2 separate regions of the Capsicum annuum genome follow, and region 2 is linked to region 1. A link is a contact called in public Hi-C data. All regions are on one chromosome and are shown on one strand. The core of a region is the stretch at or near the end of the contact, and the rest is flanking DNA. Distances in the headings are between cores, read along the strand shown.

Region 1 (2,700 bases), core at 63-2,562:
CTGCCTTGCATATCTTTGTACATATGTAGGCCTTCTATCTTCCATTTATTTTTCAATCTTATTTATCTTTTTTATGTATAAAATTGTTTCAAATATATTTAAGTAAATTTATTAGTAGGATGATAATTTATTGTAAAAATTAATTATAATTGATGCAATTAAATAAATTTTATTCTTTATTTAATTTCATATCAAATATATAATTTACTTTCTTTCTTATTTGTTACTACAACTTCACCTAATTTAATTTTTTCCTAATATATTCAATCGTAATTTTACTATATCACCTCTAATTAATTATTATGGTCATCTAAGTATCATGTCACTTAAATTGGAGTAAAAAAAGTTTTACACACTAATTAAAAATTAAATTATTTAAAAAAATATAATTGACTATTAATGACATAAAACTTTAGACAAGGAAAATAGCATATATTTTTAAAAAATTACATAAAAAATATTATAAATTACAACAATTAAAAACTTAAAATATCTAAAAATAATTTGATATATTATATATTTTTAAAAAATACTATAAATCACAATAATTAATAACTTAAAAATTTAAACGATATAAATATTTGATTGACTCTCGATCCCGGATGAATCTTAGGATATATATGCAATCCATCTTTTTTTAAAATTTTTGTTTAAATATATCAAAATTGAAAATGCAAGTTCTAATATAGTACATCAAACAGTATATAAGAAATAATGTAAGCATAAATAATACCAATATTATTAATACAAATATTATTAATGCAAATATTATTAATACATTCTATCAACATTATTTTTATACACTCTAACAAACGACTTCACATTTGAAAGGAAGGAGAATATACAAAAACAAAGTTCAATAAAATATCTACATAAGTATGTTTTATTCTGTTCTTAAAGTCAAATAATTTAAATTAATATGAAAGATAGTTCTATATAATTTTTGAAACACTTAAAATTTAAATTTAAAATATTAATTTAGTGAATACAGTGCGGATTATTAACTGCAAGTGATGTAATATGTAATGACTAGATAACCCTTTATTTTTTTCAACAATTATTCTCTATTTTATACAACATATTTTCTACTTAATGTAGCAAATCTTAATCATATAATAAAATATATAGACTTCTATATACATCGAATTTTATTATTTATATGAGTAAGTTATACATAACTATCTTGTAAGACTTGACTCCTTGAAAAATATTACTAAGCAGTTAATATATTTTATCTATTCATAATTCAAACTAATATCAATTTAACTTACTATATATAATAAAAATATCTTAACGTTAGGTCCGTGCTGACACGTTCATACTCCTCTAGTTATAATACATTCACTGGTTAATTAATTAAAGTTAAACAATAAGAGAAGGTGTCACCATCACTTACCCACCATTCACCAACACCAACGGTGTTTCTATATAGCTTCAAGATCTGCAACAAACTCCATAACTAATAAAAAAAATAAAACATCAAAAATGGAGTATGAGGGAATTCTTTTGGGTATGGGTAATCCATTGCTCGATATCTCTGCTGTTGTCGATCAAGATTTCCTAAACAAGTAAGTTATCATATTTTTTATTATAATCACAGTGTCCGGATCAGCTTGCACACATTTCCATTAATTCCATCACATTTTTTTCCGCACATTTTTAGCTAATTAAAAACGTTTAATTTTGTGTTTTATTAGTTTGATTTCACAGATCATGATCCTAGATATTTATTTATATACTTTACACTTATTGTTATATTTCGATTTTCAATCTTCGTATTCCTGATATGCTTTCTCCGTTCCAAAATAAGTGGTGTTTTAATCGTTTTATTTTGTTTCAAAGTGGTACTTTAGATAATTAAAAAGATATTAATGATGTTCTTCCAATTTTTCTTTTTAAATACTCCTCTCAAATTACCATCCCAAATTGAGATGGCACATTGAGTAAGAAAAATAATTAATCACTTGGTTAGTTTATCATAGTGCTCCTATGATATTTACATTATTAATCACTTGGTTAGTTTATCATAGTGCTCCTATGATATTTACATTTTAATTTGAAGAAAAAATAATTAATGCAAAGGATAAAATATGAGAAAACAAATTATCTCTTCTTGATTAATGAAAAAAGACAAGTAAAATAGCAAATCAAATTAGGAAATTTGGGACGGTGGGAGTAAAGAGAATTTTACATAACCGAGAAATTATATTAATGAGGGAGTATTGTCCATTGTTTAGTTTTCAGTTTTCGAGTGAAGTTGTATAATAGTTCGTATAATCATTACTTTTACCTGGATTTGGATACAAAATCATAGTCTTATTTGAATGATATGTTTTTCTTTTTTTCTTTTATACCTTAGGTACGATATCAAGCCGAACAATGCTATTCTCGCTGAGGACAAGCACTTGCCAATGTAAGTTTACAGTATTTCTTTTTATCTTAACTCGTTGTATCTATCCACATTTCATAGCTTAGGATAGGACCCTGTATTTTGTGTTTGTGTAGAGGGTTAAGGGGTAAGAGTGCGTCGGTAACAGTAGGGGAGCGTTCTTTTGTTTGTGTCTGGAGTTTCTTGTTCGGTGGTGTTTGAGTGATGTGTATGATTTCGGATAGATAATTTTTAGTATTATCTTGTGGCTGTAGTGTTTTCTGTATCAGCTAGGGGTGTTAGTTTATTTTGCATACTGTACTAATTTATAT
Region 2 (2,700 bases), core at 132-2,631, 120 kb after region 1:
GCAAAAGCTGCAATATTTGCATTTATCAGAGGCAAAAAACAGTTAATTATTGGATGTACATGTACCTGCAGGCTTCTGTTTTGTTTTCTTTTTAAGGAATGAAAGGTTAAAAACATTCTTGAATTATTGAAACTAATCTCCCGCAGAAATATAGTGTAACCTTGGGTACAATAGGCTTTTGTGGTCTGGTCTTTTCGTGGAGCTCGTGCATAACAACAATTTTAGTATATCAAGCTGCCCTTTAGGTCAATTTTATCCTCGGTTACACACTCGCCATTAGTCAACTAGTTCAAAGGGCCGTTCAACTAGTCAAGTAACTCAATAATACCCTTTCTACTAAATATGCGAAATGGAATAATTATGTCTTCCTATTTTCGATATTTTTTCTTCTTTTTTTTCGAGGGGGGGGGGGGGGGGGGGCGAGCGGAGGGGGGGGGGGAGGGGGAGGGGGAGGAGGCAAGTGTTTGAATATGTGAAAAATATATTAACCACCTAAGAAAATAAAGAGATCACAGTTTAAAAAGAGACTACCTTTTTTGGAAAATGTAATTCCAAGTAAGTTGATTTTAGATTGGGTAGAAAGGATGGGGAGACTTTCCTATTTCATCAAACTTCTAATTATGACTCACCTGTGAGGTTATACTGAATTTCGTTGCTGTAACTTCAATTATGAATTCAGGGTTTTGACATATTCAAAACAATAGTTGGAATTTGTTTAAAATAGGATGTATTACATATCACAAAAGAAAATGACAAAGGGAACTTGATCTCTGATACAAAAGCATTATATAAAGGGAGGACGAATATTGGTCATGTATTAGATAAATAATCAAATAATTAAATATAGCATGGTATCTTTCTTGCTACAGGCATTATATCCTTAGAACATATCACAAGAATGTGATGTCTTAATCAAGGAAACCTTGGCTGTTACATGAAGGAAGTTTCTTCGAAATTCCATGTTTTTGATTGGAACAATTGTTTTCTCCATTATTCCTTGATGTTCTTTTGGAAAAAATTTCCTTGATTTAAAACTTTTTTGTTCTTATTTCCAAAAGGTGACTTCTTTTATGAAGTCGTAGTAGGACCAGTATGGTAAAATGCAGCGGCGGATCCAGGAATTCAAGGTTGTGGGTGCTCAAAAAAATTTATAAATTTATAAAAAATAGTATGTAGCTGTAGGGATTCAAACCTGAAAAATTGGACATGGGAGTCACATCCTCAAGCCACTGCACCCAACCATATGTTTGTTCTCTGGGTGCTTTTTAATAAATTATACCATTTATCTGTGTTTCTTATATAATTATACCCAATCTACGTCGAATTTAGTGGGTGCCGGAGCACCCCAAAATTACACATGGGTCCGCCCCTGGTAAAATGACAATATGTAAAAGTCACATTCTTGTGCACTAAGCTTTCGCTATAAACAGGATTCGGAGAAGGATTTAACCACAAAAATCTATTGTACATAATCTGATCTTGTATTTCTATGAGAGACTATTTTCACAAGTCAAACCCGTGATCTCTCGATCACATGACATATTATTGAACTAAAAACTATTGGTGAAGTCTGAATATTAATTCAACTTTTCTTTGGTCATTACTAATTGACATCCTGTTAGATTAAACTTGAAGAAACTCAACTTTTAACTCCCAATATTAAGTTTGGAACACACTGTATGCAGGTGCATTCAGAGCTGTATGTATATAATACACACAGCTGTGCATATACTACACATCACGCACGCGCGCACACACAAAAGCTATATGCGTTTGTTGGAATGACCTTGGAAATAAATAGTCGTGAACTTTTAACCCGTACTTATCTCATGTGCAGACCTTCAAGATCAAGTAACCAACTTGTCAAACTTACCGTTTTGTCCTAGAATAATATCAAAAGTTCAAGACAACGCACCTACAAGTTGGACTTTGGTGACTTGGATTTGAAACATTGATTAACAAGGGATGTAGAGCACATGAAGTCTGGGACCTACCACCAAAAGACCACGGGGAGAAGATCACAACACTATAATGCAGGGAGGGCTCAGTTCTAGCAATGATTTGATTAGACATGTACACTGCACGTGCATTTTCTGCGTTTTCTTATCTGGCATCCAGCCCACAATTTCTTTCAATACTTAACTATTTTCTTCCACAATATTTTAATAAAAAAACCTTTTTGGAATAAAATTTACAGTAATCATCGGCAAAAGGAATAGCATAGACTTCAACTCTTTCCTGTTTCACTGACAGTATCAACAGAACCTGCATTGTGGCATTACAGGAGAAACTAAAACTGGACAAGAGCCACTACCCATCCTCGAACATACACAAATACAAAAACAAAATCCTATTTTTAATTGACAGTGCACAGAAAGATATTCAAGATTGTCCTTGCGCCTGCTTCGCTCCAGCTGAGTCTCCATTTGCAGCCAAGCCTCTGATTTTTACATCATAAAATACTTCTTCAACTTTCCTCAGGTCATATTTCATTCCTGCACAAAAAAAACAAGTACTTGTTTTGACTTTTAGACTGCAACATCATATAATCATACAAAAATAAGAATCAGAAAATCAACACGAAGCACTAAAATCAGGACCCCATTGGATATACAAGCTATGAAAAACAGCAAATCGGTAAATGCACCCTTCCTAAATATACACCTAGTGTGCATAGAGTTCTAACTTAGGTAACCTTCT

Evidence for each region. A called contact is a pair of places that touch in the nucleus more often than the background predicts.
Region 2: a contact with region 1 is called in a Hi-C map of leaf, with 2.4 times the contacts expected there. The contact joins the enhancer-like site here to the promoter of LOC107854296 in region 1. A contact is called at or near these places in 2 of 5 Hi-C or Micro-C datasets (leaf and placenta).

What each region holds. Positions count from the first base shown.
Region 1 is chr10:185,459,300-185,461,999 of UCD10Xv1.1, forward strand. It overlaps LOC107854296 (adenosine kinase 2), which reads left to right and starts at 1,313. Exons shown (of 12, transcript XM_016699304.2): 1 at 1,313-1,568; 2 at 2,360-2,413. The coding sequence starts at 1,486.
Region 2 is chr10:185,576,005-185,578,704 of UCD10Xv1.1, forward strand. It overlaps LOC107854295 (translin), which reads right to left. Exons shown (of 7, transcript XM_016699303.2): 7 at 2,204-2,495. The coding sequence ends at 2,383. Among protein-coding and RNA genes, the nearest start is that of LOC107854295, 9.5 kb to the right of the region's middle. Within about 2 kb of position 1,382, at least 5 of the 5 cell types and tissues checked have an H3K27ac peak or open chromatin away from gene starts, as enhancers often do. A contact at or near this core is called in leaf, where this site is marked.